Linked DNA regions of Mus musculus: all the other regions are linked to region 3. The links are chromatin contacts, called in public Micro-C and promoter capture Hi-C maps. All regions are on one chromosome and are shown on one strand. The core of a region is the stretch at or near the end of the contact, and the rest is flanking DNA. Distances in the headings are between cores, read along the strand shown.

Evidence for each region. Promoter capture Hi-C pulls out the DNA fragments that hold promoters and counts their contacts. A called contact is a pair of places that touch in the nucleus more often than the background predicts.
Region 1: a Micro-C map of embryonic stem cells shows a contact between it and region 3, with 8 times the contacts expected there. The contact joins the promoter of Cep170b here to the promoter of Rcor1 in region 3. A contact is called at or near these places in 1 of 39 promoter capture datasets (pre-B cells) and 2 of 484 Hi-C or Micro-C datasets (both in embryonic stem cells).
Region 2: a promoter capture Hi-C map of liver shows a contact between it and region 3, with 2.2 times the contacts expected there. The contact joins the promoter of Pacs2 here to the promoter of Rcor1 in region 3. A contact is called at or near these places in 2 of 39 promoter capture datasets (liver and maxillary cranial neural crest).

Annotation. Positions count from the first base shown.
Region 1 is chr12:112,720,425-112,724,221 of GRCm38.p6, reverse strand. It overlaps Cep170b (centrosomal protein 170B), which reads right to left and starts at 2,048. Exons shown (of 19, transcript NM_001024602.3): 1 at 1,840-2,048. Gm46382 (proline-rich extensin-like protein EPR1) reads left to right here and starts at 2,056. Exons shown (of 2, transcript XM_017315329.2): 1 at 2,056-2,661.
Region 2 is chr12:113,013,089-113,017,289 of GRCm38.p6, reverse strand. It overlaps Pacs2 (phosphofurin acidic cluster sorting protein 2), which reads right to left and starts at 2,782. Exons shown (of 24, transcript NM_001081170.1): 1 at 2,608-2,782. The coding sequence starts at 2,726.
Region 3 is chr12:111,037,366-111,041,158 of GRCm38.p6, reverse strand. Rcor1 (REST corepressor 1) reads right to left here and starts at 1,792. Exons shown (of 12, transcript NM_198023.3): 1 at 1,271-1,792; 2 at 1,138-1,197. The coding sequence starts at 1,553.

The DNA of each region.
Region 1 (3,797 bases), core at 799-3,298, 1.7 Mb before region 3:
AATTAGCTTCAAGAGCAAAGCATGAATCCAAGCTTGGGCCTAGACAGTGGCTCTGTGTAGGCAAACTGTCCAAGAGGGGGCAGTCTAGAGCTCCTGAGTCCTGGTGACTCACAGTCTAGTTATACTGTGAAGAACAACTAGAGTGTCTGAGCATTGGCACTTTCCAGGTGGTTGCCACCTGGATTTGAACCCTTGTACTTTAAAACAGCGCGTGCACACATGCACACACACACACACACACAAGAAAGTGAAAGGAGAAAGCAATAGAAGGAATAACTAAGAGTCAAGTGGAAGACTCGTCACAGGTAAGAAAGGGAGCAGTGTGGGGCAGAGGAGGCAGAGGTGAAGGCAGGACCACAGCGTGCAGAAGTTGGAAGCTGGATGAGGGGCAGAGAATACGGAAAGACTCCGGGCCCCCACAGGGCTGGTCAGGTGGAAGCAGGATCGACCACACAAGTCATCTCTCTGGAAGTGTCAACTCACACAACACACACACACTGGAGAGGTCACACTAGTGATCTGAGGGACCAAACCCTGTCCTGCATTTCCCAGGAGCCATGCCCAGAGACGTCAACACTGGGCTGCTCACCCAGGTCTCGGGTCCCTTCGGGGTAAGCAGCAGGCAAGAACACAGGGCTCTGTCCATCTGTGAAGGCCCACAGCACTCCTTCAGGAAGCAGGAGGAAGATGGAGAAAAGAAACCTGCCTCCCCAGAAAACAGCTCCAGGTGGTCAGGAACATACCCATACCCTGCTCTGAGGTCCCCTTTCCTTAGGGCCCAGCTTGAGAGGCAAGGGCTAAAGGGGCAAGATTTCAATGCCCTTGCAGCCTCTAGGACCTCACTGGGTATCCATAGCCCCAACTCTCAGAAAGACCCAATCCTACTGGCAAAGGTGTCAGGGCTGTGGAGGGAGCCCCCCCCCCCCCCAGGCCCCAGACCCAGGGCGTCACTGAGCCTCCCAGCCCCACCCAGCCTGGATGTCTCCTACTCTGACATCACCTGCCTGCCATCATCTCACTGTGGACAGCAGGCACGGGGACACCCTTAGAGGAGAGGGAGGCCAACCCCCAGAGCCTGGTCATGGGGTGACCACTGCCACCGCCAGTCCAACTTGGAAAGGCTTCTGAGCCAGGGCTTGCTGTAGGAGGTTTGGGGCTAGGCTTAGCCCGGCCATCGTTGCTAGGAGGGAGAATAATAAACACCCCAAACTTGTCCCCTCAGCCGCGCCAAGCAGAAGAGCCACCACCCGAAGGTGAAGGAGGAGGTGGCGATGCAGATGCTGAGAGACAGTGGGAGGCAGGGAGCAGCCCCGTGGCTGAAAGGAGCAGACAGGAGGAGGTCCCCTCCTGGCCGCGGACAGCCCAGAGGCAGAGAAAGCAGGGAGACGGTGGCGGCTAAAGGGAAAGGAGAGAAGAGAAGGAAGACGGAGGGAGGGACCGCAGAAGGAGGGGGGACCGGGCACCCGGGAGGAGGCCGGGAGGCGGGCAGGCGCGCCAGGCCCAGAGGGGGAGGGAGCGGCGTTGTATCCTGAATCAGCGCTGGCCCTGCCCGGGCGGGGACCGGGCGCCCAGGTCTACCAGCTCGGCAGGCCGCGTAGACATGCGCGGGGCCAGGCCTTGTCGCCGGTGCCAGGAGGCCCCTCCCGGGCGCGCGCAGACATGGGCAGCATCGGCAAGCGCTGGCCGGGCCAGGTGTGCCGGGCCCTCGCCCAGCCCCTTCCTCACCGCCGCTTTTGTCCAGCCCCGCCCGCCCCGGTGTGGCCTGGAGGCACGCAGGTGCCCTGCTGGAGGCCCTGCCGCCGTGGGCGCAGGGCTGGCGCGGCCCCTCCTGCGTCCTACCTGTGCTCCCGCCAGGCCCGCGGCTCGCCCGCCCGGACGCTGCCCGGCCCAGCCCGGCCCTCTGCCCGCCCGGCCGAGCGCTGGGCGGGGCCGCCGCCTAGGACATGCCCGGCGCGGCCCGCACGCTGGCGGCAGCCCCGGCCGAGCCCACGGGCAGAGCGCCGGACCGCGGCCTCGCGCGGCGGGTCCCCTGACGTCTGCCGCGACACGCTCCGCCCCGGCGCGCCCCGCCCCCGTGATGCCCCGCCCCGCGACGCCCCGCCCCCCGGAAACCAGGTTAGGGCGGGCCAGCCTCAGCAGGTGAGCTGGACTCCGCAGCGCCGCCCCAGAGGTTACGCGCGGCCCCTCCCGTTCCGTCCACCCGTCCCGGCGCACCGGATCGGGCAACCAGGAACGGGCGATCACCTTTGTCCCCGGCCCAGCCTGGGGCGGCGCATCTCCGCCACCCTGTGCATTCAGACCCCCTTCTCTCTGGCGCTGGCTATCCCAGGGTTGCGAGAAAGGGCGTACGGCTGCCCAGCGTCCTGTCCCAGAGCCGAATAGTTAACATTTAACCACATTCCAGAAGCCCGAGCTCCAGCCGCTCTCCCAGCCCCAACCTTTGGCCTTTCAGCCCAGTGGAGGGGTGCAGGGCGAAGGAAGTAGGATGGATCCCAGAGGCCTGTGCGTCCAGCTGGGTCTCTTCCTCCTGCGCCCTCGACGTTGCAGGATAGGCCACGGGCTCGGGACAGGATGGTGGGCAAAGACACCAACGTACCTGGATGTCACAGTGGGCTGGACGGGGAGGGGCGGGGAACTCCGGAGGCTCTCCCAGTTCCTGAGGTAAGTTCTCACCGGCCGCTGGCTGGTGCCTGGTGCAACAATGGAGGTATCAGGTGTCCCTCTAGTGCCAAGGGGGAAAGGATTAGCGTGGGGCGGAGCGGCTTTGCAGAGTGGTGGAGAAAGTACTGTTCAGAGTGCATTCCTGCATTCCCGTTGAAGGGTACTAGTGAGGGCCTTGGCGGAAGTGGAATGCAGAGCAGAACTCCAGGCCTAGGAATGTGCGCTTTATCCTGCTGGTACAGGAGCTTCGTGAACCCAATCCACCCCGCCCAGGCTCCAAAGCCAGCGGGCACAGTTGCCCATCCCTGCCCTGTAGAAGGAGGTGGAAGGGGTTCTACACAACTCGAGAGTAGAGGCAAGCCCGCCAAGAGGAGACAGATAGGAAAAACTGCATGAGAATGTGCTAGGTTGTTGGGCCTGGCTGTGCGAGCTTATAGTACAGGCCCAAATGGGGGAGCCTGGCTTGCGGTATGGACAGAGGAGGAACCTGTAGCCTCGTGACCAATTTTGGATGTCATCCCAAGGACAGTGGGGCTCAGGAAGTTTGTGCCAGCTGAGACCTGATGAGATGAAGGCCTTGGAGAGAGCTCTAGATGTCTTTGTGGGCAAACGGGAGTACTTTGAGGGGGAGGCCAGGACTCCAGGGAGAGGCCAGGAACTGGAAGAGATGGAGGCAGAGGAGACTTGTCAGGTACTGGAAAGAGGAGGGCTGGGTACGTTCCTGTCTTCCTAGCCCATTTGTCCTTGCCAGGGTTGTTAGCCCCGGTCTCAGCTTCCGGGAGCTGTATGGGGATTTTGCAGTTTCTTCCTAGTAGACTGAGACTGTCCTGTTTCTGAGTCCCAACTCCCGAGCCGGGCTCTCCCATTCTCTTGGCTCTGTAAACAGCCCTTTCCCCAGCGGCTTCGCTGTCTTAGCTTAGCTACCCCTTGCTCACTCCTTAGTAATGGATGCTTATAAACGTTATTATTTTTTTTTTCTATTTGAGACTTTTACCTGGGTTGTGGCTCCTTCCAAGGTGAAGGACGGGAGATGAAGGAATGGTGTCCTGGGTTCTGACTGAGGCCCCTGCCAGCTGTGCACTGTCATGGGGTCGGTATCCTTAGACATGAGGGCAGGGTTGGAGTGGGCTGCTGCT
Region 2 (4,201 bases), core at 1,533-4,032, 2.0 Mb before region 3:
AGAAACTCAAACTAAAACCACAGCACTGTTTCACACCCACCAGCCTGGCAAGAACGCAAGACAGTGAGGATTCTCGCCCTGATGATGGGGGCTGGAGCTGGCACAACTGTTTTAGGAAGCAACCGAATAGTAACACCAAGCGAACACACACCCACACCCCTAAATCCTCCTACTTGACAAAACGTGATCAAGGCAGTCCTGTCTGCCTCAGGGACAGGCATGCACACAGGAGATTCATAAGAAAACCTTCTCTGCGGTGGCCATGGCAGAGCTGTAGCCAGGTAAAACCTGACAACACCCCGCAGCAGAAATCCAGGTGTTATCACTCTGAGGAGTGTATGCAGCAATCAATGTGCGTCAGCCACCAGCACAGCCGTAGCTCGGGAAAGACAACCAAAGCCAGCAGGGAACCAGGGAACCAGGGAACACAATCCTGATCCTGTCTGCAGCGAGTGCCCAAAGCACAGCACTGCACAGCAAGTGGCCAGAGGGTGTGTGCTGAGGGTGAGTGCTGAGTGCTGAATGCTGAGTGCGAGTGCTGAGAGAGAGTGCTGAGGGTGAGTGCTGAGTGCTGAGGGTGAGTCTGACTGAGTGCTGAATGCTGAGTGCGAGTGCTGAGAGAGAGTGCTGAGGGTGAGTGCTGAGTGCTGAGGGTGAGTCTGACTGAGTGCTGAATGCTGAGTGCGAGTGCTGAGAGAGAGTGCTGAGTGTTGACTGAGTGCTGAGGATGAGTGCTGAAGGTGAGTGCTGACTGAGTGCTGAGGGTGAGTGCTGAGTGCTGACTGAGTGCAGAAGGTGTGTGCTAAGTCCTGAGGGTGAGCACCTCTGGCAGCAGAGCAGAGGAGGACACAGGTCAGAAAACATGCAACACTGTCCTGACACTCTATACTTTAACACACAGAACATCTGCTCCACCTGACCAAGGTCCTCACCCCTCCAGAGAAAGTCTCTGTCCAGCCCAACACCCAGAGCACCCCAACACCTGCTGCTGCTCACCCCTTTCACATCTTCCTCTCTGTGTAAGCCTGTCCTCCACCAGCCTTCCCTGACCCCTACCTTCTCCTGTGGAAAAAGGATCTTCAAGAACACAGACCACAGCAGGCACGGTGCGCATGCCTATAATCCCTGTACACAGGAGGCAGAGGCAGGAGGACTGAGAGCTCAAGGCCACCCTGGGTTACAAAAACAAGTTCAAGGCCATTCATGACTACAAAGCAAAACCCTGTCTCAAAAGAAAAAAAAAATCGTCCACCTTTAAAGGAAATGGCCTCTCTCCCTTTCCTTACTAGGTTTAGGCTCCAGTCTTAGGTGAGTGTGCTACCTGTATCTGCGGTTCTAACTCTAAAAGAAGTTCAAGTGTGTGTTGGGGATGTGGATCACAAGAGCATAGGAGTTCAAACAGCCTCAGTGTTTCTGAAAAAGAAGGAAGGGGGAACAGAAGAGGGAGGGAGAAAGAGAAAGGCTGACTGGTGTATGGGGTGGGGGGCATGGGGACCCTTGGCTCTCATTAAGGGAACTCAGAGACTGCTAAAGGAATTCAAGGGCCAGTGTGAAGTCTCAGGGCAATGCTGTAGAGAGCCAGAATTAAGTGTGGAGATCAGTTCATCTCTCCCTCCCCCCACCCTGCTTTAGGGGCCTGGGAGATGCTCCCACTGAGGCAAAAGCTGACCCTCAGGTCTCAGTCCTCCAGATGCCCCTCAGATCCATCCTTCCTTTCCCAAAGCCACAGACAGACCCAGAGGGCCTTGTGCATTCTAGAAGGGTAAAACCACTATCTAGTGGCCTCTGTACCCCCAACACCACACTCAGAGGCCTGCTGAAAGAACACAGAAAGTTCCCCTTCTCCTTCCTAGCATCTCTCTACTCAGATCCCCCTCCAGGGCACACTGTCCAAGTTCTGTGCCTGGAAGGCTCTTTGGTGATAAGGCCACTTTCCCTGACTCCCCAGAGGGAAGCCTGGAGCGCCCTCAACCTGGTGTCTAGAGTTCCTCTTTTCTCTCACTAGCTGAAGCTCCCGAGTAGGAGCCAAGTCAAGAAATCACAAAAGTTTCAAGCTGGGCACTAGAATGGGAAGCTGTAGTCCACACAGAGATGGGTGGCCACAGTGTCCGCCCAGCGGGTAAATTTTGTCTAACCCTTTCCACGGGGCGAGGAGGAGGTCGCCTACCCAGGGGAGAAAGACCAGGCTTGTGCAACGGCAAAATTAACAGCTCCAAGCAAAGAGTACAACGGTCTCGGGAGCTCTCGTCACAACGCCGGACACAAGGCCGACAGGTGAAGAGAGCGCAGACCTCACCCGCAGGGTAGATGGAGAGGAGACAGCGGCGTGTCCCGGGAGCCTCAGGCCCAGGCCTCTGGGGTGTGACAGTGCCGCTGCACGCCGGAGGAGAGCTGTGGCACTAGCCGAGAGCTCCACCGCCTGAGGTCCGCTGCGCAGCCCGGCCCGGGACGCAGGTGTCAAGGTGCGGGCAGAGCACCGGCCGGGCGAGCCACAGGCCCGCTGCCCCGCCCCGGCCCTCGCCTTGCAGTCACCCGCGCGCGCTCGGGGGCGCGGGGTCCCGGCCCGCAGGCAGGTGCGCGCGGACAAAGCGCAGCACGGGGGCGTACCTGGGCACGCAGCTGGGGCTGGAGCCGTCCACCTCCCAGGTGGCAAACAGGTTCATGGGCACCGGAGTGTTGAGCGCTCCGGGCGCGCCGGGCAGGCCGAGGCGGCCCCGCTCGGCCATGGCGCCGGCCCCGCCGTCCCTCGGCGGCCTGGGGCTGCGCCGGGCCGCGGGAGCGCGGCGGGCGGGCGGGCCGGGCGCGCGGAGGGCGGCGGCGCGGTCACATGGCGCCGGCGGGCGGCGGGAGTCCGGCAGGCCCGCGGGCGGTGTCCAGGCTGCGCCCGCGCCCCGCCCCCTGCCGCACCGCGCCGCCTATTGGTCGACGGGGCAGGGCTCGCGCGGCGCACCCAATCACCGCCCACCGGAAGTGAGGCGCGCGCCCCAGGGCGTCTCCGGCGCCCAGCCGCGGGAGCGAGCGCGCGCGGCGGCGCACAGGCTGTGCCCCTCTCAGGGACTCAGGCGAGCGACGTGATGGCTGCGGGAGTGACCAGGTCTACGAACCCCTCACGCTCCCTGCGGCGGACCGCGGGCCTAGGGACGTGACCATGTATCCCGGTGACTCTCATCCGGTTGCCATCCTGCGTGTCCCCGCACAGGCCCCTAAGGCCTGGCTCTCGCACTCTGTAGGCCCCACCCACCCTTATTCCTTGAGGAGTTTCAGCCACCATCTGTCCTCCCTAGCTGCCCCATCCAGCAACCTCCGCCCATCCAGCCTCCTCCTATATTCAGCAGTGCTTTATTTATTTATTTTTAAGTTTTTCTCAAGAGCATCTCAAATATTTGGTACAGGGTGCATTCTCCCTTGCTCGCAGTGAACTTGGGCCAATAGGAGGGGCGGGTGGCCGATCAGACTGCAGGGCCCAGTAGGCAGGGGATTCCAGGCATGGCCTGGAGAAGGCCGGCTAGGCTCTGGGCCTCAGGAAGAAGCTCTCAGTGGCAGATGTCCCTCCCCCTCTTTTTGGCTGTCTTTGGTCAAAGTCAACAAATTTAGGGAAAAGCTTTTCTGGCATGTCTTGTTTCTTTGTATCCACGGCTTTACACAATTGCCTTTCTCCCGCTAGGTTCCATGTCTTATTATCTTCTAGTAAGCTTATTGAAACAATTCTAACTCAAATCAATCTGACCTGGCTGTCCCTCCTTGCCCTTCAGGTTTACCCAATAGTCCTGTTTTCTGCCTTTCTTCCCAGGAAGGCATTGTGGGGGTGGTCCCTCCTCTGCTATGACACCCCAACCCCTTGCCATCTACATTTGGAGCTCCTCTGCCAGAGGCAGCCTCCTGCTGTAACTCCAGGATGGGAGCTGCAAACAGCTGCAGCTGCTTAAAGCCAGAGTCTGCTTTGAAGAGAACAAGGGGACCTGTGTTTTCCTCATGTTCCTCACTCGCTGGGGTGGTAAAACAAAGTCCAGAGGGTCTGTCAGTCTGTGGCCAGCTGAAATGAATATTGTCTGACATTGCAGCCCTATTGGGGCCAGTAGTAAGGCTTGTACCTAGGAAACCAGAGGCTGTGTTCACCGAGCTTCATCAGCCTTGGTGGACAGGCTGCCTTTGATTGGAAGCAAAAGACAAGCATCCACTGACCTCAGCAATTGGCAGACAG
Region 3 (3,793 bases), core at 543-3,042:
CCTTAATAACAACTTAAAAGCAATCTCCTTTTTCAAGGACCAGATCCTTGCAATTTTCTGCAGTCTTGTTTCCAAGGAAAAGCATTTATCTTTTCAAACTAGTGGTATAACCTACTTAGAAAAACCTCCTGTTCTAAAGCCCTCCAACCAGGACGGTTCACTCTAGCTGTACAAGATTGTCTTTTGAATTTTATTTCTGAAACAAAACCCACGGCCTTTCAAACATTTCCTGTAACCACCACCTTGAAAGACAGTCTCATACAGAGATGGGACAGAATCATAGGCATTAAAATCTGGCGAATTCCTTTGTCTGATAGGATTCCCCCCCCCCCACCCCCGTACCTCTTTAAATTTGCTTCCACACAGATCACCAGGAAGGCAAGTAAGAATGCCCCTTCTTAGGGGACAAGGATTTCTAGTAGATGGAAATGGCCGGTTAGCTAAACCTTTTGATGGTTCTATTCTTTCACAACCTCTTCCTCCCCACCCCATCCCCCCCAAAAGAAAAAAGAAATAAAGGAAACACACATTTACAAACAGATCTTAAAATAACAGCCACAAGTCGGGCTCTCTTATCTAGACAGATGCTCTCTGGAAAGCACACTTCTTTTATTACCTGATTGGGGTGGAGGGACAGGAAGATCTTTACTCCACCAGCCCTCGGGATGGGATGGGATGGGATGGGATGGGATGGGATGGGATGGGACAGGATGGGACCGGACGGGACAAGACGGGATGAGAGTCAAGAGGCAATAAGAGCGTAGGGTTGGCAGGGTAACGCTAGGAGCCAGTTTGAAGTAAGAAGTCTCTGCGGAGCCCTGGGTCCGAGCGCCCCAGGACGCCAACTCTCCAGCACTGCCACCCGGGATCCCGTCCTAGCTCCGGTACACCACACCTGGAGGCAGAGACATCCCACTCCACCCCGGCCAGGTGTGGCTTTCTCAGAGCCGGGGGACACTGCGGGCCCAGTGCTGTCCCCACCGGAGCCCATGGCCTCCCCGCACCCGAATCTGCAGCACACTCGTGTGCGAGCGTGCCGCGCCGCCTGCCCTCGCGCCCCGTGTGCCCCCGCGGACCGAAGGCCAACACGCACAAAAAACAAAGTTGTCTCCCGAGCTCCCGTCACTCGCTACTCACCAGGATCGAAGTCGGGCACCGCCGCTTGGTACTGGGGTCCCACCCGCATGCCACCGCCACCTGCGGGGAAGCAGAGCACGGCGGTCAGCGCGGGCGCGGACACGGGCCGGGCGCGGGGGCGGCTGCCACCTACCGTGCTCCTCGTCGCTGGACGAGCCCGAGCTGCCTTCCTCCCAGGAGTTGCTGCCGCTGTTCCCGTTGGGAGCCGCCGCCGCCAAACTTTTATTCTGGCCATTATTGGGGGCGGCGGCGGCCGAGGCGGCGGCGGCGGCCGAGGCGGAGGCGGTGCCGGCCGAGGCGGCGGCTGAGGCGGCGGCCGAGGCGGCCGAGGCGGCGGCCGAGGCTGCGGAGGCCGCCGTGTTCCTCCCTCGCCGCTTCCCTGAGACCTCGGGGCCCTTCTCCACCATGGCCGGCATCGGCGGGGCCCGGGGCCGGGCCAAAGTGACGGGGACCCCGGCTCGCGAGGCGCGGGCGGCGGGCCGCGGGCAGGGGGCGCAGGTGGGCGCCGGGCCGGGCGGGCGAGCGCGCGGGATCCGCTGGCGGGAGTTGGGGCTAGAGGAGGCCCAGACGGGCGGAGCAACGAGCCGCCTCAAGCCCCCGATGCCGAACGGAGCGCAACTTTGGCTCTCATCGCCGCCCGCACTTCGCTGGCTCTAACTACTCCGGGAGCCGCGGGCGGGGGGGAGGGGCGGAGCCTGGGGGGGAGGAGGGCCGCGCACAGCCTAACCCGTCGCTCGCAAGCTCCGCCCCTGCGAGCTTCCATTGGCTCTCACGGGATCCGGGCGGCAAGCAGGGGCATGGTAGGTCTCTGTGCGCGTCCGTCAGGCCACGGGGGCGGGATCACGGGAAGGAGGGGGAAGGTTCTGTGCTTCCGTTGGCCAGGTTGGGTTGACGCGTATCGCCCACTGTACGTGGTTTGAGGTTTGCGATCGCTTTACGCCCCATGATCCATCTCTCGAGGCAACAGCGAGGAGTTAGCCCCCTCCCCCTCCCCAGCGCCCCGCTCCCTCCGCTCGCACCCTGTGGGCCCCGCGCCACCTCCCCCGGGGATCCCGCCGAGCGTCCCATCGGCTTCCCAAAGTGAATGTGCCCGACGCGAGAACAGAAATCGCGGGCAAGGTCGGGACTACTTTCCCCCTCGCGCGGAGGAGTACGCGCACAGTTTGAATGGGTTCTATACAAAGAGGGGAAACTAATTGGAAGAAACTAATTGCGCCCCCGCGTCGCCCAGGGGCGATCGAGATGTACTAGAGCAAGGGAACCTGGGGACGAGGCTCTCAGGTGGCAGTGTCCCCCGAGGGAAGGAAAGCGGTTGTGCCTGGAGACGATGGAGCTCCCCGCTAATTGGGTTGGGGGCCACCGGCTCCCCACGTTGCCTGAGGGGCCGAGGGAGGAGTCGGGATGTTCGGCCGGGGAGGGCCTCGAAGCCGTCGGGGTGAGGGGAGGTGCCGAGTGGCCCCGGGACAGCAGGAGGGACATAGATCGACTAGGGGCCCCACCGCGAGGGGGAAAAAGAAGGAGCTTGAGTCCCCAGCTCGGTAGAAGAGGAGGGTCACTTCCCGAGACCCGGGCCCTTCCCCCAGCCCGCAGGGCTAAGAGCCTGAACGCGGAGGAGTCGGTGACACCCAGCCCTGGGCGTCCTTGTCCCTGGAGTGATCAAGCGAGGGGCCCCGTCACTGCCTGACAGCTGCCTGTGGGGCTGGGTGGGCTGCCCCACCCCCCGCGCCAGCGACCAAACCTGGGGACTATAGGTGAAACCGTTTGCTTTAAATTAAAAATAAATAAATAAAACAGGAGATGGCTATTTTTCGTTTATATTACTTCAGACCTGGGCTTCATATGGGGACAGTTTTTACACCCGCTCAGGATATAAATAGCTACAGAGAGAAAACGAGAGTTTTATGGTTTGAAAGCCCGCATAAATAAGCAGGGGTTTCTCTTCCACGTTTTCTGCCCCGCGAATCATTTTAAACTTCACTGAAGTGACCATGGTCACTTCTAACTGGCCTTCAAGAACAGGGCCCAGAGCCTCCCGGTAGCAGATCCCTGCCCCCACCAAGTTCCTGTTCTTGCTCTTGGACTCCTCTCTGAAGGACACCCCTCTGCTTAGAAAGTCCTGGGCACTGCAGGCATGAGCTCTGGAATAACCGGGTCCAGCTGGCCTGGTCAGCAAATAGACTGCTAAATCAGAGGTGGGATCCAGGGGTGACCTGGGATAGGTACCTGGATGAAGCCGTGACTTCATGACAGATGAACCTGAGCGGCTAGGGGCACTCTGTCCTCTTTCTTCCCTATCTTCCAAGATGTACCACAGACAGATTAACCTACATACAGGAACAAACATGATTTGAGTTCCTTAGTAGGGCAGTTGGGATTGACACAACACAAGGGTCCTTGTCCCTGCCCACTGGACTCCCAAGCTGGAGGCCATTTCCTAGAAAGTACCGCCTCTTTCTAGGGTCATGACCTAAAGAAAGGGAGACCACAGCTTCTAGGGCGGGACTGGCTGGGTAGGGCAAGCCAAGATGCCAGGACTCACAGCTACTATGGTGCACCCAGGGCACCCTGCGTGCCTCACCCTAATCTAGGCCCTGATCCAGGGAGTCCTCCCCACCCCGTGCCCATTGAAATGGAAGGTAGGCTTGGGAAGAAGGAA